Regions from separate parts of the Mus musculus genome. Here regions 1, 2, 3 and 4 are each linked to region 5. Evidence: chromatin contacts called from public targeted proximity ligation data. All regions are on one chromosome and are shown on one strand. The core of a region is the stretch at or near the end of the contact, and the rest is flanking DNA. Distances in the headings are between cores, read along the strand shown.

Evidence for each region.
Region 1: a targeted proximity ligation map of embryonic stem cells shows a contact between it and region 5, with 4 times the contacts expected there. A contact is called at or near these places in 2 of 130 datasets of targeted methods (the NIH/3T3 cell line and embryonic stem cells) and 2 of 9 other capture datasets (adipose tissue and pancreatic islet).
Region 2: a targeted proximity ligation map of the SCID.adh cell line shows a contact between it and region 5, with 14 read pairs. A contact is called at or near these places in 2 of 484 Hi-C or Micro-C datasets (the G1E-ER4 cell line and Th17 cells), 4 of 130 datasets of targeted methods (the SCID.adh cell line, T-cell acute lymphoblastic leukemia, bone marrow-derived macrophages and 1 more) and 1 of 9 other capture datasets (pancreatic islet).
Region 3: a contact with region 5 is called in a targeted proximity ligation map of pancreatic cancer cells. A contact is called at or near these places in 5 of 39 promoter capture datasets (the C10 cell line, cranial neural crest, hematopoietic stem and progenitor cells and 2 more) and 8 of 130 datasets of targeted methods (craniofacial prominence, embryonic limb bud, embryonic stem cells and 4 more).
Region 4: a contact with region 5 is called in a targeted proximity ligation map of effector CD8 T cells, with 9 read pairs. A contact is called at or near these places in 7 of 130 datasets of targeted methods (T-cell acute lymphoblastic leukemia, effector CD8 T cells, embryonic forebrain and 3 more).

Annotation. Positions count from the first base shown.
Region 1 is chr19:37,171,406-37,177,233 of GRCm38.p6, forward strand. A330032B11Rik (RIKEN cDNA A330032B11 gene) reads left to right here and starts at 2,438. Exons shown (of 3, transcript NR_045329.1): 1 at 2,438-2,628; 2 at 4,610-4,671. It overlaps Cpeb3 (cytoplasmic polyadenylation element binding protein 3), which reads right to left. Exons shown (of 11, transcript NM_001290827.1): 2 at 2,562-3,580. The coding sequence starts at 3,569.
Region 2 is chr19:36,475,885-36,481,058 of GRCm38.p6, forward strand. No RefSeq gene overlaps it. Among named protein-coding and RNA genes, the nearest start is that of Gm32143, 60 kb to the right of the region's middle.
Region 3 is chr19:37,240,009-37,245,236 of GRCm38.p6, forward strand. No RefSeq gene overlaps it. Among named protein-coding and RNA genes, the nearest start is that of Gm25268, 9.1 kb to the left of the region's middle.
Region 4 is chr19:36,531,519-36,536,975 of GRCm38.p6, forward strand. Gm32143 (a long non-coding RNA gene) reads right to left here. Exons shown (of 3, transcript XR_386676.3): 3 at 2,405-2,582. Among named protein-coding and RNA genes, the nearest start is that of Gm32143, 4.6 kb to the right of the region's middle.
Region 5 is chr19:36,831,108-36,836,235 of GRCm38.p6, forward strand. Tnks2 (tankyrase, TRF1-interacting ankyrin-related ADP-ribose polymerase 2) reads left to right here and starts at 3,125. Exons shown (of 27, transcript NM_001163635.1): 1 at 3,125-3,629. The coding sequence starts at 3,431.

The DNA.
Region 1 (5,828 bases), core at 1,188-3,687, 340 kb after region 5:
AAACACTAGCAATCCTCATGCTACTGGTGCTCCATACAAGGGATTGGTGAAGAGGGAGGGAGGGAGGGAGGGAGGGAGGGAGGGAAGGGGAGAGGGTGTATTTTCAAACATATGTAGAGGCCAGAGGTCAGTGGCATCGTCTTCCTCTATGAAAACTCAGGGTTTTTTAATGTGGATGCTTCAGACCAAAATTCAAGTCCACATATGTTTTTATGGCAAACACTTTAGCAACAAAGCTATATCTCAGACCCCTCTCCAAAATTTTGGATTATATTCTTTCCAACTTCTTCCTTCTCTTCCTCCTCTCCCCCTGGACTTTCTTTTTCTTTCCTGTTTTGTTTTGTTTTGTTTTGCTTTCTCAGACAGGGTTTCTCTGTGCAGCCCTAGCTGTCCTGGATTTCACTATGTAGATGATACTAGCCTTGCCTTAAAAAAGTCAGAGTTTGATGCCAGAGCCCACATAAAGGTGAAGGAGAGAATGGATTCCATAAGGTTTTCCTCTGATCACCAAACATGCACCAGGCATCCATCTCTCTCTCTCTCTCTCTCTCTCTCACACACACACACACACACACACACACACACAGACAGACACAGACACACACATTCACAAATCCTTTAAACATTAAAAAGGAATTTGGATTATCTTTTCTGAATGGGTTTGGATAGAAAGCCTCAGAATAAAAAGAGAAACTGTCAAGGCAGCAGCCCCTCCTTCCAAGTACCAACTACAGCAGAACCTGTCCTGCTCACCTCCCTCTGCCTACAGAACTAATCCCAGTCATGAAAATCAACTTTAGAATGGAAAGAAGCAAGATATGAAAGTGGTAGCAGGAGTCTGCAGCCCAGGAGGTGGAGGCAGGAGGCTCGGGAGTTGAAGGTCATCCTCAGCAATCAGCAGGAGCTCATCTAAAACTGTGCCTTACTATTCAAATGCCCTGTTCCTGGAGGACCCTTCTGAAAGCATGTGAGAGCCTTGCTCACTGCAGCCTCTACTTAGGACTAAGAGTGTGTTCAACATGAGCAGGAACTAGGTACCAGCCTGAGCACCACCCAGAAAAACCCAAACCCAAACAACAAAACTCTCCTAAACACAATTTAGAGCTTTCATGGGTCTCCTTCAACTGTTCAAAACAAAAATTCTGGCTCTAGCCCAGAGACATCCTTTCAATAATCCCATTTCCTTCGAAATGATACAACCCACCCCCCAAACATCGGAAAGGTAAAAACCAGCAAACTGACGGCTCCATCTGTGCCAGGTTGAGAGCCTTCAACCTCTGTCAAACTGCCAGGCTAGCGTCTGTCAGCGGGGGCCGAAGGATTCCTTTTCTTTCCTTTTTGAGACAAGATCTTGTAAGAAACACAGACCGAGCTGGAAGTCCCAATCTCATCGTCCAGCCTTGGTGGTGAACTACAAGCTGTAACCACCACACCCAGCCTTTCTCTTGTAGGGAAGCTTATGGCCAAATCACTTCACAGGCCCAGGGTAAGTGCCTATTAGACAGCAAAGGTTCCCAATGAACACACACACTCAGTTCCCCTTTCTGATCCAAAGGCCCAGGATCCTGTCTACTGCTGTGGCTACAGACCACATGAAAAAGCAACAGAAACAAGGACACTTTGTCCATTCAATCTTTTCGTCCGGGGCACTTCCTGGATTTTTCATTGGCATTTAATACCGAGGGACAAGACTCATTTTTCATTAAAGTTGCAAGACTTTCACTTTGCCCAGTTTCAAATGGTGTAATTGATCTGCATTGTCTTAAATAACCCAACTGGTGAAGGACACTGCAGCTTTAAATATTTCAGTGCTAGTTAGCAAATAGACTCCATTGCAATATGGCTCTGAAGGTCGTGTCCTATTGTCTCTCTCCTCTGGGGGAAAAATTTTTTTTAAACCTTCTTTTAAGTAACATGGGACTAGTTCTCCCTAAAATTTCCACTCTTTCCACTTCGATCCCTTATAGTTCCGGGTATTCATTGGATTCTCACACTCGTAATTTTCCTGCCAGGGCAATATGCTGATTATTAATGATTCCAGCACCTTAGACATAAACACATGGGTTCACATTAGTTTAGTTGGGCATAGGCAACTATTTGAAATAGCACCACTCAAAGGCTGTTAACAAACCAGGGTGATTTGGGCGTGAATGGCTTTTGGTCCGCACCTTGAGCCTAGTATTGCGTAACCTGAAAATGTGTAGCTACTTAAAATGATAGGAATCTCAGCCTACTCCTCCTGGGACTACTCCCGCACCTGACTATACACTTGCGGCTTAATTTGTCAAAGAAGGCCAAAATAAAAAGCACAAGCACAGTGAAGGAGGAAATGAACTGGGGGAAAAAAGCCCTTTCCTACCCTCAAGCAGTCACAATGTCCACTCAACTTCGCCCCCACCCCCACCCAGATTGGATGGAATGGACCCGGTGAACCAGAGGATTTGGAGGGTGCTGGAATTTGCTGTGCCTTCTAAATAACAGCGAGTGGACCAATTAAAATAACTAGGAAGAGGGGAGAAACATGCGAGAAGAAGGAGTGTGCAAGAGCACAGGGACTTTACCTGAAAAGGCAACAGATTGTTACCATTATCGGTCCGGAAAGCGTTATCCTCCATCCAGGACTTGGAGGTGAGCGGGGCTGCACGAGGGAACTTGGGTGGAGCGATCACATTGCTGGAGAAGGGCTTTTTGAGCGGCGAGATGGGGTTAAGCGGGGAGGGTACCCCCACACCTACACCCACGCCCACGCCGACCGCGCGGCGAGGGTCTCGGCCCGCCTGCAGGCCACCCCACGGGTTGGACGGAGCACTCCAGGCGGCGTTCACGCTCTGGTGCGTGTTCCAGCTGGACGAGGCCGAAGAGGCAGCGGCCGCGGCCGCAGCAGCCGCGACCGCCGAGGATGAGGACGGCTTGCTGGTCATGATGGGCTGGTGGCCGTAGGCAGCGGCGCTCCTCTGCGCATAGGGCGCCTGGCTGGGGCTGGCGGGCGAGCGGCGTTGCTGCGAGGGCTGCGCCTGCGGGGGCTGCGCGGGCTGCGGCGGCTGCGGCGCGGGCGGTGGAGGCTGCTGATGGTGCTGGGTCTGCGCCAGGCCGATCTGCGGCGAGAAGGTGCCTCCGAAGACCGGGTTGACGTGGTGCGGGAAGTTTTGGAAGAGCATGGTCCCGTTGACTGGGGTGATCCCCTGGAAGAAGCTGTCCTCCACCGCGTTTGTAGTGCCTGTGGACCAGGTGCTGCCGAAGGACGGCGACAGCGACGCTCCGGGCGCCGTGGGCTCCTGCGGCGGCGGCGGCTGCTGAGGGGGCTGATGGAAACTCAAGCCCGGCAGGAGCGGCGACTCCATCTGCATCTTGTCGGGGCCGTTGGGGGCTGGCGGAGCCGAGGCGGGGCTGAGGGCCGGCACTGCGCTACTGTCTTCGGGCTTGGGGATCTCTGAGGAGAGGGGCGTGGACGGGGCTTCAGCTGCGCCGGGCTCGGGCTGGAGCTGTTGCTGCTGCTGCTGCTGCTGCCGCTGCTGCTGCTGAGACTGGGGCTGGGTTTTGCTTTTGTCCATCAGTAAATCATCCTGCATGGTTTGCGCAGCTGAAACGGGAAGAAAGAGAGATGCGTTATTGTCAGTGTGATCATGAATGCCCCTCACTGAAGCGGGCGGGTGTTTTACTTGCGAAAATCCAGTGCCACCGCCACTAGCCAATTGCAATGCAAATCCATAATCTCGCATTTAGAAGAACAAGTCGGGCTGGGAGGGGGGTGGGGGGAGCTGGAGGGATCGAGCAAGGTCTCTAAAAATACTGTGAGAGCGTCTTCACCCTTTCTGACGTCTCGGCCCCTTTTCTGTGTTAGTGAGAGATGTGCTTATAAGACAGAAAGACAGCAATTTCGCCACGTCTCTTTTCCCTTCACCGGAACTCAGAGCGTTCACCCTGCAATGAGAAACTGATTCTGGTTCCTGTTTTTTCCCAAGCACCACCCTCCCCCAGTTATTTGCATACGTCAATAAATAGTGCTGCGTCCTTCAGCAAGGTTAAAAAGACTTGGTACACGACCCTCTTTCCCCCTTCCCCAGCTGGAGCACTTAGAAACCATTTTTTAAGCCGACTTAGCCCTCTTGATTAGCAAACTGCCTTCTTGCCTCGGATGATTGTTTCATTTGGCTGCAGCGAACCTCGAGAGACAAAATCTTTGGCATTTGTTGGAAGAACTCAGCTGCACAATCATTCTCTGGCCTCTCCGTAGCGGCAGCTACTCCATTTTGTTAGGAGACGTTTTAATATAAAAGAAACCTCAGTTTTTAGAAAAATGAAAATCGCCGGGCGTGGTGGCGCATGCTTGAAATCCTAGTACTCTGAGGGAGAGGCAGAAGGATCAAAAATTCAAGGTCAGGCTTAACTATTTAGCCAGTTCGAGTCCAGCCTGGTATATAAGAAACCTGACTTTAAAAAAAGAAAGAAAGAAAAGAAAAGAAGTAAAAGAAAAGAAAAAAACCTACTGAAACGTTTAGAAGTGTTTGCTTCTTATTACTCTAAGGATTGTGGGTTTTCTGCTTATTCTCCGATTTTCTCCTCTCCAGTTCTGCCGCCCAAGTGATTTACTGGCTTCTTGGCATTTCAGGTCTCTACGGGAGCCTGAGAAATTCTCTGCAGAGTGGAGAAATGCTTCTGCTTGGATTTGAGGTCAGAGGGAGGAAGGTGGGGAGTGAGGAGGGGAGGGGAGGGAGTCTGTGAGATGGAGAGGGGGCGGGACTTTAAAAATGCATCTGAGATTTAAGTAGACAGTCAAGATAATTCTGGGGTTGCCAGATTTTCATTTTTGAATCCTCCTGCTGCTGCCTCGGTCACAAGACTGGCAAATTTAGAATCCATTCTTTTATCACTAGTATTAGCAATGAAAGACTATGGTTTGACGACCCTGAATTACCATATGCTAGCAACTGTTAAAAATAGAGGAGTACAAAGTCCCAAATTCTCATACATTGTAATTATAGTGCATTACCCTCACTGCTTCATTTAGCCATATAAGGAGTGTATGGTATTTTCCACTTCACATAGCAGGGCTATATTCACCTATGTCATACAACCTGTTTTCTTACTCAAGGGTGAAAACAGTAATCATTCAAAACCAAGAGATTTCCATGCATGTAGTTATCATTGAATGAGCTTGTCTCAGAATATGTTTAATTGCTTTAAATATCTGAATATTACAGGGCTGAGACCTTGCAAACAAATATTTTGAAATTTTAAAGGAGCTATGACCAAACATATAATTATTTTTAGATGATGATTCAGTATAATTGCAATAAAGTTATTAATATATTTAATATAGTTAATTAACTCATATACTGGAGAAGCATCTTCCTTGGGACATTTGTAAAGGGCATTCAGACACACACACAACAGTTCTGCCTTTGGACTATTCAAAATAACAACTCTTAAAATGGAGGTGGTATCGCTCTTAACTATTACACAAAGGATAACAGACAAGAAGTTGGATTCACAGTTCTTTTTTTATTAAAGCTATGATTAAAGTACTTAACAGATACCATCTTTCAAAGTTTTATATACGAAGAGCATAGTGAGCTTCAGGAAACACCACTTCTCTCAGCCGCCTTACTTTCCTTTTTATTCCTCTCTTCCCCTCTCCTAAAAAAAAAAAAAAAAAAAAAAAAAAAAACCCAGCCCAGTATAATAGAGCATGCACCAGGGATTGCCTGCTACTATCAATAAAGCCTGCTTCAGATTGCTTTTCTTTTCCTCAGTTCCCTCTATCTGGAACAATGGCTTTGATTAGTGTTATAAATAGAGCACAGAGAGGAGAGTGGACCTTGGAGTCA
Region 2 (5,174 bases), core at 862-3,361, 360 kb before region 5:
AGCAGCCATCACCTGCCAATGGCCAGGGATCACATTCCGCAGCCAGGGATGGGACCTCCTGAGCCCTTCCCTGATCCGACTGTCAGGCTCACTGGCTTGATCTTGATTGAGCATGCCTGGTGCTGCCAGTCCCAGCTGTGGTGAGTCCGTGAGTCCACAGTTCTGTCATAGCTAGAGGATATTCTTTCAAAACATTTTTTCTCCAGCCTCTGCCACTTGGAATCTCTCTCCTCTTCTGCAAGTGACATTGTTTGTCCCACTGGCTTGGTCATAAGTGCTGCACATTGTATACATTTGGACTAGAGTGTGACTTTGTTCCTCACTGAGCAGTGTCATGAACACTCGAGGACAGGACTACACACATGGTCACCCACAAGTAAACAGCTGAGAGGTGTTTCTTTCTCTTTTGAATCCAGAATTTAAAGGTAAAGAGGGGAAACCGGCAGAGAGTCTCTTTCCTTGGGACTAGGCAAAGAAGAGGAAAGCCGGGGAAATTCGGCACTTACCCACACAACGAGTGGAAGAAAGAGTATACTGGTCCTTTGGGAGAACATCCCTAGCAAGTAGAACCACCTGGGAACTCTTCCCGTCAAGATGTGTTAACTACACCTCGTCTCCTTGAATCTGGGCCTCTGTAAGTGACTCCGCTGCAAGTAAATCAAGGTAGCAGAAGCCATGAGACACGGGCTCTGGGACTGTCAGGCCACACAGCCTCTGCCATGTTCCCTCAGGTTACTTATTCTAGGGGAGCCTGCTCCTACTGCCATGCAAGAACCCTAGTGACCCTGGGACTTCTGTACCTCTGAAGCCATGCGCATGAGCTTCTGGCCAACAACAGCTCAACTGACTTTCCAGTCAACAGCCATTGCCAATTGCCAGCCACATACAGGAGCCAATGTGGATATCTGGTTCCATCAGCGAGCCACCATATGACTGCCGCCCCATGAGAGACACTGAGTCCTGCCAGACTGTTTCTAAATCTGACTCTCATGGTTTAATAATTAATTTCAACCACTAAATTTGGCAAGGACACACTGCGAATTAATAATAACATGGCCTGTTACCTCTGCAGGTTGGTATTCTACAAAGCCTATGAATTCTGCTTCTCTGTTCCCTAATCAGGGAATTGAGCCCTTTCTCAGTTTTCATAGCCAGAGTACAGAAGGACGGAGTAGCCCATCACTCCAACAAATTCTGGAGCCTGCACATGCATAGCCCACCAAGATGAAGGGGGCAAGTCCCTGCTTAATGAAGGCAAGAAAGACAAAACCTGCCTAAATCAAGAGCTGTAATTATCAGAGGCTTCAGCAAAGTGATGTTTCCTAGTTACTGAACAAAGACTTGGTTACTAGAAAGGTGCTGAAATTCTCCTCGGAAAGGAAATGAAGTGGGGGAAGAAAACCTTCACGGAAACATCTTGTGATTGAAGGCAGCTCCGCCCCCACACCGGGCTGCAATGCTGACTTCATCCCCTGCAACATCGCAGTGACTAATTTCTGACAATTACTCCAAACTTCTGAATATTCCCCCCAGCCAAGACAGCAGTAGGAAACCTTTCCATATGGCCAAATCTTTCCACAGTCGGTAGTGTTTACAGGATTCGTAAATTAGACCTTTCACTTGTATAAAGGGAGAGAATTGCGCATGGGACCGTTTTGTCCTCCCTCGCTTCGTTCCCTTCCATCTGAATCACGCCGCGTTCTTTGCGTGTGCCTGTCCTTGTCCAGCTGCAAAGTGGAGGCTTCTTGGAGTGTGCCCTTGTTGCGGACCCTGCTTTTTGCCATTCAACCCTCAGCACACTGGATTTGGCAGGAGCAGCTCGGACTGAGTGGCACTTTTTAAGAGATCTGTGCTATCATCACAGGTCATTTTTCTCCACAGCCTGGCATGCTAAACCAAGGGTACCCTGAAGCCAGGAGCTTCCATAACAGAGGTCTAATTCTCCGAGGAACTGCTAGTTGGCAGCTCCCTATGGCTGTTCCTGAAACTGGAAACTGTACTTGGGCACCATCACCACCCCTCCCCCCACCTGAGCAATCTTGTTGAGATGTGTTGGAAACTCGGAGGCGACAGTTTGAAAACTGTAGTCAGAGAAGCCACAAAGACATATCTACAGGTTACCACAGAGAGTAAAAGTTGGGTATGGAGACAAGTCTCCTTACACCCGTCCCACCCACACAACAACAAAAACACCTCAACTTTTTCTTGGTTTGCCTTTTTGGCATGAAATATTTCATTTCCAGAAAAAAAATTTTTTTTTCTAAAAACTGTTTGCAAACCCCTGCAGAGTAGAAAGAGGAGGAACTTTGGAGTCAAGGGGCCGCGGGCCTAAGCCCCATCCTTTACTAACTCTCACTGACTGTCTTCTCAATTCCTCTGTAAGATGAATGTAAGGATGCCAACTTCACAGGCACAGAGATCAAATGAGATGTAACCAAACTGCTGAGTGTGGTCTACTAGTTCAATAAATACCGAAATTCCGAGCTGTGAAGGGGCCAGTGTTTTGTCTCTTTGGAGGTAGGTTGTGTACACAGAAATGGGGTTCTTTGAGACATTTTTCACACAGTGCTATCCTTTCGGCTTGCTCCCATTGTCAGTGCTCCCCTCCCCCACACACTGTCTTCATTTCACCTTCCTCTTGCCCATCCCCCCACCTCCCAAAACATTCGCTGCCCTGCCCAGAGGATGAACACTTTCCATTATCCTTTCTTATTCCCCTCCCTCCCTATAAACCTAACCTTCCCCTCCTAGGCCCCTTTCCACCTGCATATCATATATACGATGCCCAAATTTAAACCGGATCCAAATTAAAGATCCAAACGTCAGATGGTCAATCATATGAGACCTAGAAAAGACTTCTTCCCATTCTGTAGACTGGCTCTTCACTCTGGACGGTTTCCTTTGCTGTCCAGGAGATTTTTAATTTCTTTCTTTTCTTTTCTTTCTTTTTTGTTTTTTGTTTTTTGTTTTTTGTTTTGGTTTGTTTGTTTGTTTTGTTGTTGTTGTTGTTGTTTCGAGACAGGGTTTCTCTGTGTAGCCCTGGCTGTCCTGGAACTCACTCTGTAGACCAGGCTGGCCTCGAACTCAGAAATCTGCCTGCCTCTGCCTCCCAAGTGCAGTGATTAAAGGCGTGTGCTACCACCACTGCCCGGCAAGAGATTTTTAATTTCAAGTGACCCCATTTATCAGTTCTGGGGATTATTTCCGGCTTAGGAGAATCCTTTTAGAAAGTTGTTGCTTGGGCTGGAGAGATGGCTCAGTGGTTAAGAGCACCAGACTGCTCTTCCAAAGGTCCTGAGTTCAAATCCCAGCAACCACATGGTGGCTCACAACCATCCATAAGGAGATCTGACTTCCTCTTCTGGAGTGTCTGAAGATAGCTACAGTGTACTTACATATAATAATAAATAAATCTAAAAAAAAAAAAAGTTGTTGCTTATGCCTAAACCTTCAAGTGTCCCCCCCCCCCCCCCGGCAGTTTCAGGGTCTTGGGTCTATAGTAAGATCGCCTATCCATCTTTCATTTGACTTTATGTGGGGAGGAGATAGAGATCTACTTTCACTTTTATGCATATCGGTCTCCCAGCACTGTTTGCTAAAGAAACCTTTTCCAAATGCACATTTTTAACATTTCTGTTAACGGTTCAGGGGCTGTAAGTATAGGGTGCTATTTTAGAGTCCTTTCTTCTATTCTTTTGCTCTACATGTCTGTTTTTGTGCCAGTACTAGTGTGTCTTTTGCTACTATAGATCTGTAGTATAGTTTGAGATCAGGTACTGTGGTGCCTTCAAGAATTCTCTTTCTGCTTAAGATGGCTTTGAGCATTTAGGCTCTTGTGTGCTTCCATGTGAATTTGAGGATTTTTTTTCCTAGTTCTGTAAAAAATATCATTGGATTTTAGTAAGATTGCTGGCTTCATGGTGTTAATTCTGCCAACCCATGAGCATGGGAAATCTTCCCATTTTCTAGTACTTTCTAGTGTCTTCTTCAATGTCTTTCTAGTGCCTTCTTCAATGTCTTTCTTCCGAGTTTTAAAGTTATCATTGTAAAAGTCTTTTACCTTCTTGGTTAGATTTGTTCCTGGACTGTTTGTTTGTAGTGATATTTTTTGTAGTGGATGGTATTACCTTTTAATAATTTCTTCCTCAACATTTTATTAATTAATATATAGCAAAGTTACTGATTTCCTTTTGTGTTGATTTTGTATCCTGCTATTTTCTTGAAGAGCTTATCAGAACTAAAAGTTTTCTGGTGGAATATTTAGGGCATTTCAACTGTAGGCTCCTGTCACCTGAAAATTAAGATAATTTGACTTTATTCCTATTTTTTAATAGTTAAATTCTTACCTGGTTTTGTATCAGGTGGTGCTATGAATGGGTTTCTATTTTATGGGACACTTTGAGGGGTGTCAGCATTGGGTCTTCTTTGAGGGAAGGTCTGGTAGGACACAACAGTAAATTCATTAAGTCCTGAACTAGTTTTTGCTATTAGACTTCATTACTGTTCCAATCGTGTTGGTTGTTTTGGATCTATTTACTTGTTTGCATCTTCTTGATTTAATTTGGTAGGTTGTATGTGTCTAGGAGTTTATCCATTTCTACTAAAAGTCCCAGTTTGCTTAGACTATGAATATTCAAAATATTTGCTAATCCCTCACATCCCATTAGAATCTATTATAACCTCCTTTTTCGCCTCCAATTTTATTAATTTGGGTTCTCTCAGATTGGCTGAAAATTGATGCTGTGTTGTTGTTTTTTTAAATCAAAGCACCAAGTCTTGAGTTGCAACTATGCAAAATTAATAAAAGGTCAGCATTATCTCTTCTCTTCTACTCGCATCCGAAATCCATTGTGAGAAAGATTCAAAATATCAAAAGATAAAACCCCCAAGGAGCTAGCTGTTTGCAGAACGAGACCTAGCTCCGTGCCAGTGGAGGGCTTTCAAATACTACATTCCAGAGTTAAATTTGTCTACCCACTATCACAGGTAAAAATTTGCTAGCTTCCACCAGGGCAGGGGCTTCTATGTAAAATGTATGACTCTGCAGAAAAGAAAATCCTAAGTAGATATGTGTAAGGAGAGGGATGAATTATATATACTCACTTCATGAAACTTGGTATATTATTATATAAAATTATATATTAATATAACTTACTCATAACAGTTACAAGTCA
Region 3 (5,228 bases), core at 1,658-4,157, 410 kb after region 5:
CAAAAAAAAATAATGGTTATAATAATAATAATGGAATTCATTAATTACCTTGAAAACCAAAAAGTTCAGAGGGTAGCTCACCACCGGCCCATGGCTCACAGCAGCCACTCTGTGGTGGCAGGTTTCTGTTTGTAGCTCCAAGCAATGGTCATCTGCTGATCTTCTGTCATTGATTTTGCATTTGGCCCTGTTAGAATTCATTCCATGACCTTCTAAAATGCCCCCTGGTTCTTAGGAAAGTCACCCCTTACCACCCTCAGATTCAGGCAAGAGGTCACACTGGGGAGAAGAAAAAAAATTATCCTAGGTGAGTGGGAGGTATACACCCATAATCCAAGCACTAGGTCAGCAGAGGCAAGAGGATGTCAAGTTCAAGGCCAGCATGGGCTATATATATACATAGTGAAATTTATCTCAAAGCAATAACAATATAACGTAATTCTGGGGCTGGAGAGATGGCTCAGAGGTTAAGAGCACCGACTGCTCTTCCAGAGGTCCTGAGAGTTCAATTCCCAGCAACCACATGGTGGCTCACAATGTGAGCCGGCCAGAGAGTGAGAGTACAAGAGAGCTGGCCCCACCTCTCATCGCCATGGAGTGGTGTAGGGGCAGGGGTGATGCCCTCCCTGCCCACCCCCCTCCACCTGCAGCAGTTGGGAGAGCTGACCCTGGGTCATGAGAGCTGGGGAGCTGGCCCTGCCCCTCACCAGCTGCAGCACACAGGAGAGTGGTCCCTGCACTTTGTCTGGACAGCAGAGTACAGCTGGCCCTGGTTGAGGCGACACAGGTGAGCCATCCGTGGGAGCAAGAGTGAGGGAGAGCTGGCCCAGTCACTCAACAGTCTGCAGTGCTTGAGAGAGTGGACCCTATCCCCCACCTTAACTGGGCAGCACAACGGAGCTGGCTCTGGAGGCTTGGGTATGGGTGAGCCAGCTGAGGGCAACATTGAGTGGCCTTGCCTGAGCAGTGCTGGAGAACTTCCCCTGGTGATGTGTGTGGGTGCGCGCGTACCCTGGCAAGGCGGGCAAACATAGGAAGGACATATCCATCTAGGAATCCACGTGGCTTGCTCATGGGCACACCCCTCTCCCAATAGTGCACTTGAGATTCTCACCCCATGAACCTGGCACACATGCCCCTCTTAGAACGACTTATTTAGCAACCTGCTGGTAAGCCGAGACGCAGCTTTCATCAGGCTCCACGTGAGTCTGCTTTAAACAATGGAAATGGGTTACTTCCCCTAGCAATCTCTCAATGATGGCTTGCTTCTTTCTTTCTTTCTTTCTTTCTTTCTTTCTTTCTTTCTTTCTTTTTTTAGATTTATTTGTCTATTTAATGTAAGTACACTTAATGCCTTCAGACACTCCAGAAGAGGGCGCCAGATATCCTTACGGATGGTTGTGAGCATCAGGCCTCATTATGGGTGGTTGTAAGTCACCATGTGGTTGCTGGGAATTGAACTCAGGACCTTCAGAAGAGCAGTGCTCTTAACCGCTGAGCCATCTCTCCAGACCGATGGCTTGTTTCTACTCAAACACATCCTGGAACACAATGGGGAACTGTGGGACTAATCCAGACTGGACTAGATTTAGGCACATGTTCAATGAGGGGAAGTGACCACCTGAACTATGACCCTTACAAACAAGAACCATGGGAAAAGAAGCCCTGAACCGTGATGTGGCAGTTGAACACTGTCTCTCCAGGGGTTTCTATCAATTGGGCATTGCTCATCTGTAGCATAGTTTCATTTGTGAACAAAGTTTCCTCAATACTTTTTCAAATCAATGAAGGCCTTTGTTCCAATTCCTTGGTTAAGAAGCCAAGAATCTAGAAAGACCTGTCCTGGGCCTAACCACCAGTAACACTGGGTCAAAACGAGGTGCCTAGCTAGCTACAGTTCACTCTACCTGCAGTGGCTCAGCTCCCCGTCACACCAGCACCAAGTCCCATTGGCTCATTCCTGATACTCCGTAGGCAAAAAGCTTTGGTGATTCTAGCCAATGGGCTATTTACATGGACTTAAAGTACCTTTCTCAAGATACTAACAAGTTGCCAAAGGAGCTGGGTATAGAGGGCCTCATGCCTGTAATCTCACAGTTGAAAGCCCGAGGCAGGGGAATCACAAGTTATAAGCCAGCCTGAAGAAAGTTGCAACGTAGCCTGAGATATAGTGAAACCCCATTTCAAAAGCAAAACAAAAACTGCAAAGAGGAAAATAGTGTTATTACCGTCGAAAATCTGCCAGATGCCACTTAACTAACTAACAACATGAGTCCTGTGGTACCAGTGTCACACACCTGAGATGACAGGGAAGTAGGCACAGCATCTAGTCTGTGGCATTTTGAAAAATATTTATCTATGTGTATATGTACATCTGTGTGTGTGTGTGTAGTGTGGGGGGGGGAGGGTGGGTATTTGTGTGTCCAAGGGGGCCAGAAGAGGGAGTGGGATCCATGGAGCTGGAGTAATGGCAGTTTTGAGCTGTGAGGAATGGTTGCTGGGAATCTTTCAGATTCCCTGAAAGAGCAGCTGGCACTTTTAATCACTGAGCAGTCTCTTCAGCCCCCTGTGGTTTTGTTTTTTTTTTTTCTGTAAATGTACAACCTGAATTTAATCACGAGGAAACATCATACAAATGCAAACTGAGAGACACTCTGCAAATTACAGGATGGCGCTCATTAGAAGTGTCAAGGTCATAAAGACCAAAGAGGGAAAAAATAAAAAATAAAAAGGAACTCTTCTAGACCAGAGAACATGAAGGGAACATAAAAACTAAATTCAGTGTATGATGTTGGGTTTGATCCCGAGCCAAAAAAAAAAAAACCAAACCCAGCATTAGTGAGATAATTGGAGGCATGTGAACAAGATCAATAAATTACTTAATAGCATTGTGTCAACACTGACTTCCTGTTTGGAGTGTTCTATGGCTCTGTCATGTTAACGTGGAGAAGCTGTAGAAAGGTCACACAGGACTCACCTTTACTGTTTGTGCAGGGTAATCTTTAAGCCTGATATTTTTTCAAAATTTAAACCCAACAAGCTAAAAGGAAAAGAAAAGAAAGTAATTTGTTGCTACTAAAATGATATCATGCCAGGCAGTGGTGGCGCACACCTTTAATCCCTGCACTTGGGAAGCAGAGGCAGGCGGATTTCTGCTCTAAGCCAGCCTGACCTACAGAGTGAATTCTAGGCCAGCCTGGCTTACACAGAGAAAGCCTATCTTGAAAAACTAACCAACCAACTAACCAAACAAAAACACAAAAGCCACCGCTGCTGCCACCACCACCACCACCAAATTTCTAAAATTATGTAAATATTTAGATAAGACAATGAAAAAGTTACGTGGAGTCTTGTGTTGCCTTCTGTGTAAGGTGACACGCACTGCACGGGCTTGGAGTCACATAGGGCTTGGAGTCACATAGGAAACAAAGACACGCAGGGAACTGAACTGACTGTACTCAGATAAGGTGCCAACCACCTAACACGTGGGATATTTATACCTTTCCAATTTCTTTGTGATATTTGATATGTTTAAGAGTTTTGTTTGTTTGTTTGTTTGTTTGTTTGATCGAGACAGGGCCTTCCAAGGCTGGACTGGGTGGCGCATAGAGATCTGCTTGCCTCTGCCTCCTGGGTGCTGGAATTACAGGGATAAGCTACTTACCACGCCAGGCTTGGGATGTGTGTGTGTCTGTCTGTGTATATATATTACATATATGGATATGGAGATATATATGGATAGATATAGATAAGCATGCATGTATCTCTAAAACACTACCTAACAACTATGAATCCTAGTACATGTCAAGAGGCCGAGATGGGAAGGGATGGAGCTGGCGGTCTGCCTGGGCCACATAGGTCCTCCTGGGCCACATAGTGAGACCTTGTTTCAAAAACAAAAACAAAACAAAAACAAGAAACCAAATAGTTGAGACAGCACATGCCTGAAGTCCCAGGTCCTCGAGGCAGAGGCAGAAGAATATATGCAGTTGGAGGTCAGTCCAGTCTACATAGCAAATTCCAGGCCTGGCAGAGGACTACATAGCAAGAAAAAAACAACCCCAAACCCCATATAAACAAACGAACCAACTTCACCCAATCAATGAGCTACCCAAATCCATCAGTCAATAAGCTACCCTAACTTGTCTTTTAACATTCCGATCAATCCTCATCATCAATACTCCCCAGAAACAGAGGTGTCCTTTCCGAGCCGTCCTCTCCTCAACCGCAGAAGACACGCCACTGTGGTTAGAAGTGACTTATTTTCATGGAAAACGAAAAGCCAGAGATAAAGAAAGAGGGTGGATAGCGTGACGATCTGAATTCAAACCCTACAACCTGCGGTGGGAGGAGGGACTCTGATCTTGAGAGTACCCTCTGACCTTCACTGCCGCACCTGAATTCATATACAAGTACACACTAATAAGGACAATAATAAACACATTCGAACATTTTTCTTAAAAAGAGACTAAGAAAGAGAAGTACAAAGGCCAAAAATATTGACTGATAATTAACTCAATTAATGAATTTTTTTAAAAAGATTTTAAGTGTATGGGTATTTTTTGACTGCAGCCATGTCTGTGCACCATGTGTGCAGTGCCCATGGTAGCCAGAAGGGGCAGTCAGATCCCCTGGAATTGGAGTTACAGATGGTTGTGAGCCTCTATGTGGGTGCTGGGAACCAAACCTGGGTCCTGTGGAAGAGCAGCCTGTGCCTTCAACTGCTGGACCATCTCTCTAGTCCCTAATTCAATTCTTTAAATCATTGATTTCTACACAAGATTCACAGATGCTTTAAAAACCATAACTGGGAAAAGTACCTGTTTACGGAGACAGTGTCCCTGGCTGGCCTGGAGCTCAATATGCCATATAGACCAGGGTGGCTCAGAAGCTCAGCCATCTTCTTTCCTTTGTCTTCCAAGTGCTGGGATCAAAGACATGCACCCCTATATCTGGTGAGGTTTTATTTTAAAGTAAGACCTCTCTGGCCCTAGACAATGTTCTGGGTGGGTCATGCTTTCGATTTTCATCTTGGCTCCTACATCTACTCTGCTAATTCTTAGCCTACCACACTCCCCTCTCTGCATAGGATCTTACACTGTAGCACAGGATGGCCTGGAACTTACTACGTGTCCCAGGCTGGCCTGAAATTCACAGCACCTTGTTTCAGACCATGAGTGCTTGATTATATGACCCCCCTACTCTGACCTAAGTTTGTTCTCTTGATA
Region 4 (5,457 bases), core at 2,178-4,677, 300 kb before region 5:
CTTTGAGCAACCCTACTGACTCTTGACTTTACCTTATGAGACTGTAATTTCATCCAAGGCATCTTCAGAGCCACCTTATTTATCAAAAGAAATAGAAAAGAAAATTGGGAGGGGGGATGATTTCTTAGCAAACATTGGAAATACAAGTTGAGAGCCATCAAAATGGTATATATGGTTAAGGCTAAGAATTAATTGCATACTCTATCTTGAAGAGCCTGTACCCAGCCACCACTTGGATGCGTCGTTTCTACCTTGGGAAACACATCCTGCCACTTGGGTATATCTTATTTTCTTCTGAGTGCCTTTTAACTCTCATGCTTAAGCCTGTATCTAAATATCTTTAATAAAATGTCCAACTTTGCTTCACTATACCAGCAAGTCCTGAAGTTCCCAGTTCATTTCAGCCTTTATTGAGGTCCTTAAAAGCTGAGGGGAACTTCTTAGCCTAGCGAGGCAAGAGCATCATGAACTGTTTCTGTCCTACTGACCTAGCAAACCACATGGGCCCCACAACCTGAATGACACAGGTTGCAGATCGGGTGTCCAAACATATCAGCCTGGGGAGCATATTTCAAACACCCAGCTACCACAAATTGGTAGGTTCATTATTTCCTTTTTTTTTTTTTTTTTTTTTTTTTGATTTTTCGAGACAGGGTTTCTCTGTATAGCCCTGGCTGTCCTGGAACTCACTTTGTAGACCAGGCTGGCCTCAAACTCAGAAATTCACCTGCCTCTGCCTCCTGAGTGCTGGGATTAAAGGCGTGCACCACCATGCCCAGCTCATTATTTCCATTTTTAAGACTAAAAAATATATAAGTACATCAATAATTATGTTTACTAGTGACTATAATTTATAATCTTTTAAAATGCACTAGCAGCAGCTTAGCTGGCTTGCCCCCAATGGGAAATATACAGAATCCACTTTGGTAACTGTTGTCAACAGGATAAAGCTCTGGGATTTAGCACGGCATAGGGGAGGACCCATCAGGATGGCCTCTGTCCACACTCCAGCCACATCTCGTGTCACTTGTCCCCTGGCTCAGCTGTTCTTCCTGCTCCTCTGTTTCATCTCTTATGCAACAGACTGCCACATGTCCTATACCTACATCTACCCCTACATCTCCTAAAAGAAATCTCTCCTCTGTGTGGCCACACTGATTTTCTCAGACTGACCCCAGCCATGTCTAAGGACTGAAGGGCAGTATTAAAACCACCCAAACCAGCTCTTTGAGGAGAGTCTGGTAAGCGAGCACAGCTGAGCCTCTTCCTTTGACTGAAGATCTTTCTGTAGCTCTCTGCAGTGAGGGGGAGACTTCAGCATGAGGCATAGGAGAAAGTGATTGAGAGGCAGGTCCAGCCTGTGCCTGGCTCTCCCTATGCCATAACTGGTGGTCTTTCTGAAACCTAGGCTGGTTGCTCTGTGGGGAGAAAGAAGCAGAAGTTCTTGTCAGGAGTTGGGGGGGGGGGGGGGCGAGCAATGGCAGAAACAGTGCTGAAGAAAAAGCTAAGTCAAAAATAAGGCCAGGCCGGGGAGTTCACAACTTCCTGGAGAAGTCTGCTAGAAGCCTGTTTCAAGTAGGTCGCAGAAGCAGAGCTTCAGTGTGATCCTAGAGGGAAACTAAGCAACTTGTACCCTTTTGGAGACGGGGAACAAAGAGAGGCTCAGGAGGTCATGCTGTCTGCCAGGCAGGGTTACAATGTATGGTCATTTGAGTGAGCAATGTCTCTGACAGGCTCAGGTGTTTGAACAGTTGGTCCCCAGTTGGTGGCGCTGTTGTGGGAGAGGCTACAGCCCTGATGGAGAAATACATTGCTAAGGGTGGGCTTTAAGACTTGAAAAGTCTCACTCCACCTGCAGTCCTGCCTCTGGAATGTGTAGAATTATGTGACCTCCCTGCTTCCTGACCCTGCTGCCGTGCCTGGCCTGATGGACACTTATTCCTCAGAACTATACGCCAAAATAAACTACTTTTCTTTAAGTTGGTTCTGTCCTAGTGTTTCTTCATAGTAACAGAAAAGTAACTGACAGAACTTGTTGAAGAATTACCCAAGCTCTTATCTCTCTCTTCCTCTGGACTGGTTCATTGGCCCCTAACTCTACCTCTATCTCCATGCAGAAACCCCAATGGGCAGGGCCTTCCTCACATCCTCCAGCTGCCAGGTCTAGGTCTGAGCTCTAATGGAAAGCTGGGAAGTCCTATTATCCGTCAAAAGACTGACCAGAGAGCATTAAACAAAGCCAACACTTAGCTTCCCACTTCCCCTCTTACACTGACAATTTAATAGGCACAAGTTCCCAAACTGGGAAAGAGACAAATGATTTGCTTTTCAGACCTCGGATCATAAATACAATCAGACAAACCTAGTTAAATAAATGTGCTCCGCTCAATGACTGCAAAGAAACTGAGTGATTATCATGCAACTGTATTTAGGGTCCATAAATTCCGTGCAGACTTCTTAAAAACTGCCGATTCCAGGAAATCTCTTAAGACATTGATTCTGGCAAGCCTGGATAGCACCTTGATGGTATATGGACACTTCAGATTCCCCCAGTGAATGTGGATGCAGGTAGTTTCAGTGGCCTAGACAAATAAAAGGAGGAAAGTTTAAGCTGCAAAGGCTGCTGGAGTCATTTAAACACTGTATGTAGGGGAAGTGTCTTTGCGTAGGTTGCCTCTATGCTATGAGTTATGCGGCAGGCCACCTGTGTTCCGGTTGTGGGCTCATCTGCACCCTTGGGCCATCATTTGACTTCTCTCCTGGCTGGCCAGCAAGGTGGTGACTCTGAACTCTGCAGTGGACCCCTGCGTTTCTCATTATGAGATGCGATCCGTAACTTGGCTCATCCTCTCATTTCGGTGGCTTTGGCTACCGTGTGCCTCCGCGGAAAGGCAGAGTTTCTCTCTGGATGCAGACAGAGCCGAGCTGATCAATCTCATGCAATGACAGGTCCAGAAGAACGTTCAGAACAGCGACTTCCTGCTCAAACCATCTGCTCTAGTCCTAACCGCAGCTCTGCTTCCCAGGGCTCCACCCCCGCCTGCCCTTTGTTCTTAACTCCCAAGGCCACCCACACTGTCACCTCTTTCCCAGGGTCCTGGGAGCCCCTCCCTTGTACGGAAGGGGTTTTTTGTTCCCTTCCACCTCTTAGTATTTTAAATTGCTCTGTGCCTAGATCTCTGATCTCAGCCCTTCTCCTCCTTAGTTTCCGGTCTAGGTTGTCAATCACTCCATTCCATCTGCTTTTCTTTATTTCTTTCCTAGCCTGGAATAGAAGAATTTCCAAGAGTTTCCAGTCCCTGCTGGTGGATGAAGGTCTGGTTTGACAAAAGACCCCTTTCTAGTCCTTACTTACTGCGTGCCTGATCCGAGAGTGGACTTGGGTGTGTGCCATGCCCCAGGGAAAGGAAAGAGAGAGGGATAAAAAGCCTCATCCTGCCAACGGGACTAATGCCAGATCCTTCTCTGTTCGAGTCACCGGCAGTGAATGTCACTCTGTGCGGTGTCTTGGCAGCCAACTGGTTTTCCAGGGCGATACCCCTGTGAATCGCCTGAACTCCATTCACAGCATTCAAGGAAAAGTACAGAAGAAAAGCTAAACTAGATTAGACCAATCTTCCTCCTGGAGCAATGGAGCTCTTAACAGCAGCCATGACTGGCAGTTGCCCTTTGAGCTATTTACCTCATTAGATTAGGGGCAGCCGCAAACAGCTTCTTTTCTTTAGTAACTCAGCACTTAAGTTTCTCTTTTATTCCCACCACCATTACGTCCTGCCAATTTCTGCTGCCTCCTTCATTGTTCTTGCCTTCATTATCTCTCACATCCCAGCTCCTGGCAGGGTCTGATTTCTGTTTCAAGTCTCCCCTCACCTCTACTAGAGCAATCTCATAGATTCCTATAGCCTAACCAACATCATCTAAGACTCCATCTCTACTCAGGCCCTCCTCAGGCCAGTGTCCCAAGACCATCTGCATAGCTCCAACCTTTATCCTCTCATTTCCTTCACCAGCCTTGTACTGTTAGGGTTTTGGGAAGAGAGAAAAGAAAGAAAAAAAAAGTCTGAAAATAATCATTGCTAACACAATATTTTCTGAATAATTTAGGCATGAAGTCAATTGAATTCACAGGTGCGGATGCTCCGTAGACAAAAGCCGAGTGCATTTAAGGTAATTTAATGCTGGGACTCTCTTAGCTTGTGTACCTATAACCTGCACATAGGTCTGATGTATATTAACCCGTTTGGTCTCTTGGATGTATATAATTTAGGTTTTTAATGAAGCTAAAAAAAAAAATCCATTGAGTGCAGGTGGGTCTGCCACAGTTGCTTAAATAAATATTTATTTAACTGGCTGGCTCATTTCCTCCGGCCTGATCATTAATTATATTCATGTTAGAGCCTATTATACTTCTGTGTGAAGCTTTCTGATTGTCTCATGAGCACATTGTGCTGTTCTCAGAGGGCTATCAATTCTCTGGGGGGGGGGGGGTGTCAAAGCATTTGCTCTTTGCCACCCGAGGTTCAGTCTAATCCTCTCTAGCACAGATGAGTGGGCAGGGAGAGTGACGCTTTGGTTATGGCAGAGAGGGGTGGGGGTCTTTTGATGATGTTTCTCTAGCCAGTTGCTAAGCAGAAGGAAAGCAATCCCATCAAGCGAATGGCAGTCCACCTGGAAAGATGTGTTTGGTAGGAGGCAGGAGGGAGAATTAAAACGAGGCCAAGGGAAGTAGGAAGACCTACTCACACGGTGTGTAGTTACTTATTCCTTTAGAGCGTTTCTTTTTCATCCCTGCAAAGGCAGGGTCTGAAACCACCCGGGATGACTGACAGATATATATTACCACCCCCGTTGACTGTGTTGTTCTGTGAGAGGAAGACTCGGGAGAAAGGAAAGAGAGAAGTGGCAAGTAGAAACGGTGGTGTCTGGTCAGCAATAATCATGGTTGTGGTGCTGGGTTTGTTGGTTTGTTTGTTTGTTTGTTTAAGATTTATTTATTGTATAGGAGTACAGTGTAGCTGTCTTCAGACACACCAGAAGAGGGCATCAGATCCCATTACAGATGGTTGTGAGCCACCATGTGGTTGTCAGGAATTGAATTTAGGACCTCTGGAAGAGCAGTCAGTGCTCTTAACACTGAGTGATCCCTCCAGCTCCGGTGGTGCTGGTTGATTTAAGCCTAAACTCTGTCCGAGTTTCTGTGGGATAGAACTGTTTGTCTCTAACGCCAATATAAATGTATTCCTTGGCTTTGAAAAGAAATATACAAATAACTCTCAATGTGGTCAATCCATCTTAATTTCTGGGAAGCAAAAGAACAGAGGGAGGGAAGGAGGAGAGTGGAGGAGGGAGAGGGAGAGAAAAAGTGATTCAGTGTGTATGTGTAAGAGAGAGAGAGAGAGAGAGAGCGTGTGTGTGTGTGTGTGTGTGTGTGTGTGTGTGTGCGCGCGTTCTTTCTCA
Region 5 (5,128 bases), core at 1,875-4,374:
CTAGCTTAATTTTACTAAAGAAACAAGATGTGCATGTAGTGGAAAGATCGAGTGAGGTACAGTGAGGAGGTAGCCATCTATAAGCCAAGGAAAAGGGTTTTGAGGAAACCAAAACACCAACCAACATCTTGATCTAACTTTTTTTTTTCGTTTTTCTTTTTTCTTTTTTCCAATTTTCTATTAGGTATTTTCTTCATTTACATTTCAAATGCTATCCAAAAAGTCCCCCCATACACACCCCACCCCCCGCCCCCTGCTCTCCTACCCTCCCACTCTCACTTCTTGGCCCTGGGGCATATAAAGTTTGCAAGACCAAGGGGCCTCTCTTCCCAATGATGGCCAACTAGGCCATCTTCTGCTACATAGCAGCTAGAGACACGAGCTACTGGTTAGTTCATATTGTTCTTTTTTTTTTTTTTTTGGTTTTTCGAGACAGGGTTTCTCTGTGTAGCACTGGCTGTCCTAGAACTCACTTTGTGGACCAGGCTGGCCTCGAGCTCAGAAATCCACCTGCCTCTGCCTCCCGAGTGCTGGGATTAAAGGCGTGCACCCCACCACGCCCCACTTTTTTTTTTTTAAAGGAATTTAAAACATCTATTTTGTGGTGTTTTGCTAAGGCAGCTCTCTGCAGGAATACAAGTGAACCCGTTTTGTCTTTGTAAGCTGGCTTCTCTTACTTAACATTATGCCCTCAGTAATCACCTATGTTGGGGCACAAGATAAGATTCCTTCTTTCCTGAAGCCTGAATGTTCTTCCTTGATATGCATTCATCACATTTCATAGTCATCCATTCATGGAACAATTGGATTGTTTATAACTCTTTGCTTTTGTGAGGATTGTATTATGAACACGATTGCAGAACGATTTGAGATCCTGGTTTCAAACTATTTGACTATATCTACCCAGAAGTAGAGAAGATGGTAGCTTTATGTTGAAATTTTTAATTAATTAATTTTTAATTAATTTTATGTTGGGTGTTTTGTCTGCACCATGTTTGTGCCTGCTGAGGGCCACAGATACCAGGATTGGTGCTATATGATTGTGCACCACCTTGTAGCTGCTGGGAATTGAACTCAGGTCCTAAGTAAAACAGTGCCCTGAACCACTAGACCATCTCTCCAGTCCCAATGTTTAGTTTTGTAAGGAACTACCAAGTGTTTCCTGTAATAATACACATTTTATGATCACATTAAGAGTGCCAAAACGATTCTAATTTGTCCATCTCACCAACATTTGTTGTTTGCTGTTTGTTTGCTTTTAGAACAGCCATCCTAATATGGTTTCTTTGTTAACTTCATTTCTCTAGTAATCAAGTGTTTTAAAAACAAGTTAGGCTGGGCTGTGGTGTTGTACGCCTTTAATCCCAGCACTTGGGAGGCAGAGGCAGACAGATTTCTGAGTTCAAGGCCAGCCTGGTCTACAGAGTGAGTTCCAGGACAGCCAGGGCTACACAGAGAAACCCTGTCTCGAAAAAGAAAAAAAGAAAAAAACAAAAACAGTTAGGGTTGAGGAGATAGATCAGTGAGTAAGTGATGCTGTATGATGTTGTTTAGATACACATATTGGGAGGAAATACATAAGCAGAAATCACTAAATAAAAAATTATAAAAATTGGGAATATATTTGGCAAGTCGATGAAATGAAGAAAAATGAGACAATCATAGTAGTAAGGTTCTAATCCTTAGGTATATTCATGAATAGTTATTTAGTAATAGGGATCAATTTAAATTTACACTAAGTAGTCTAAGAACATAATGGAATAAACATATAAGAAGGTACATTTACTAAAATGCTCAAGAAGTGTCCCTGCTTTTCTCCCACAGAAGTGAGTCAACGCTCCCTAACAAAAACTGGATTTCCTGAAAAACAGGTTAAGTAATTCACAGGGGAAATGCTTGTCAGCGTGCCAAAAGTCAGCACTTTCTTGCAAGCAAAATCTCTGTATTCCTTTCTTTCGGGTTCCTGAAACAAGATGTCACTACTACCTTAAACACAGCTAACATTCTTTCCAGGCTCCGCCCAACAGTTACCTGGCAACAGCCAGGTAGGCCTGGCTGTTTGTCCCCCTTCTCTCTCAGACTCTTCTCCTAACCCCTTTCTCCCTCTCTCCCATCCCCCCTCCCCCGTCTCTCTCCACGTGTTCCTGGCCGGCCTCTCTTCTTTTTCTCTCTTCCTCTGTCCTTCTCTGCCTCTACTCTCTTCTCTACTCCCCTTCCCATGCCCTAAATAAACTCGATTCTACACTACACCCGTATGGCTGGTACCTCAGGGGTAAGAAAGGGATGTTTCAGCATGGGCCTGCCCAGGAATCCTTCCCACCTTACCAGACCTGGCTCTACAAAACACATCCTTGTTGTTGTTGTTTTTTTTTTTTTAATAAAACACAATAAACACGAAAATGAATTGTGCACTTGTATTCTTTGATCAGAGAGAGAGAGAGAGAAACTTCGGAAAACTTTGATGTGTATGCTTTGTATCAGCACCTCGACCACATCCGGTGCAATGCTGATTTATGTATAGATCCTCGTCAGCGCTGAGCTAATAATTTACTATGGGAAGCGGAGCTAATCACAGCCACCCCACCCCCCAATTGTTGCTTTAGAATTGAGATGAACTTTCTTCGCTTTCTTGATTTATCTGGGGGCCGCTCATCCAAACTTCTCAGTAAGCGTAACGGATTCATTTCTGAGAAAACGCTTATAAGAAAAACAAAAGCAGATGCGGAGAGTTAAGGGAAGAGACACTGTAAAGAAGGCAGGAGGGGGAAGGGGTGAGAAATCTCCCAGGGGGAAGGTACGGAAGCAACACTGCAGAGATTTTCACGCTAAAACTTGCACAAGAAAATGCATAATCAGAACAAAACTTCCCAAGATTCGTCTTCGGTGTCTGAGCAATGAAACTCGTCTCGAGAAGTGTAGGCTTTAATAAAAGAAAAGGCAGCAAGACCTCTCGTTTTTAGCAGAGGCTCTGTAAAGATGGCGGTGGGCCGAAGCCCCTTCTCTTTCCGCAGCCAAAGGCTCTCCCTGCACATTTCCCACAAACCCCTCCGCGCGGCCCCGCTTGCCCAAACTGGCCCGGCCGGAGAGCAGCCACTGCGCACGCGCGAGCCGACGTCACGCGCGCTCCCAGGACCCGACCGAGCTGGCAGGAGTGGTCTCGGCCGCTTCCGCCGTCGCGTCGCTTCGGGGCTCGGCGAGCGGGTTCGCGCTGCCTCCACCGCGGTGGGGCAGCCGGGGCTCACGGAGCCGAGCCGGGGGCGCGCGGCGACGCGGCCATGGGACCGTGCCGACTCTGGTGACAGCGGGGAGCGGAGCGGCCCGGGCCCTGAGCGCGTCTCCTGCGGGGGGCCTCGCCCTCCTGCTCGCGGGGCCCGGGCTCCTGCTGCCTTTGCTGGCGCTGCTGCTGGCGGCGGCGGCGGCGGCCCGGATCATGTCTGGCCGCCGCTGCGCCGGCGGGGGCGCGGCCTGCGCGAGCGCCGGGGCCGAGGCCGTGGAGCCGTCCGCCCGCGAGCTGTTCGAGGCTTGCCGCAACGGGGACGTGGAGCGAGTCAAGAGGCTGGTGACGCCCGAGAAGGTGAACAGCCGCGACACGGCGGGCAGGAAGTCCACCCCGCTCCACTTCGCCGCAGGTAAACGCGGGCCCCGCGGCGCCTCCCGCACGCCCCACCTGCAGGCTCGGGCTTGCAGGCCGCAAGCCGCGCGGCGCTGCCCTGTCTCCGACCTTTCCCCAGGACTCTCACCCTGGCCGCCCGCCCTCCTCTCTCGGGGCTCGTGATGAGGGTGGGGTGAGCGTGCTCTCGGGAAGTTGTTTTTGAGGTTATGGGGTTTTTTGTTTGTTTGTTTGTTTGTTTGTGTGCTGGGAGGGGGGAAGCTTTGTTTTGTTTTACTGTATCAACAATACCTGCCCCGACTTCCGGTCTTATTACCCCGGAGGGCCTCTGCACACAAGAAAGGCTTAGTAGACCTTGTGATTTGAAAGAGTAATTATCTCCAAAAAATGGACCCATGTTTGCAAGTTTCATCGACACTCTTAGTAACCCCTTAAGTTCTAGCGGCCGTCATAAACTGAAATTTTAATTTAGGAGTTATTTTATTAGCTATTGGCTCATTAGAGTTAATTGGATTAGGTTTCTGGAGAGACTAAAACCGGAAATGGGCATGTTTGGGAGACCTGAGATCTACTTAGGTTGTGTGTGGGTGGCCTCTGCCTTACTCCCGCACAAGTCGGGATGGAAAGTGAGCTGAGAGACAAGATAGGACACGCACTTGAGCTTGGATCTAGGATTTTGAGTCATCCTGAGATTTATTGTAGATAGTTTGGAGTTACTTTTAACTACTGGGTTCTCTTTGTGGTACCAGCGTGTTGAAGTTTGCTTGTTGAGGTATTTATTTGAAAAGGCCAGGGATGGGAACCAACTTAATGATTATTCATGTTAAGGACAGTTTGTAACTTTTTAACCTCATAATCAAATAAGATCCTCTTAGCCTGGTAACATTTGATACAGTGTGCATCAGAATTGTTTAGCAGTTCTTTATATTTAAAAAAAAATTTTAGTTTCTTGTGTTCCTTAGGGGCAAAAATGGTAGACAAAAGAGTATAAAAAAAGATTTATTGTTTGTTTGTTTACAGGCATTGATTTTACAGTTCTTCCAATTGTAGGTCTGTTTGCTTTGACCTGTCCCTATTTTAAAATGTATGTACTGTCAGAAATCATGCCTCCTTAATTGATTGCCGGTTTGGGAGCAAGGGAAAAGTTTGGGAAAACCACAATTGGGCAGAAGAGAAATTTGCCTGTGGGCACTGAGAAGTGAGAGCATGAAGCCAAATCTCTGTTAGCAGTGTTGCCTTGCTTCAGCTAGTTTGAATTGTCTTGCTTGACCATTTAGCCAACCTATTTGGCAAATGGTCACAACCAAGTGCTAGATAATCCAAAGGGGTAATGTTACTTAGATTATGTACGCTTGATAAAAATAGCCAAGGTCGATCTTAGTTGCCACCTTTCAAGAATTTAATGTATTAGTGAGTTCATGTCTGAAAATAGTAGTATTTTGAGGTGCGGGTTGGGGACTTATGGTGTGACCTTGTTGCTCCCACACCATCCCACCCTCAGCTCTGCTCCAGTATGCC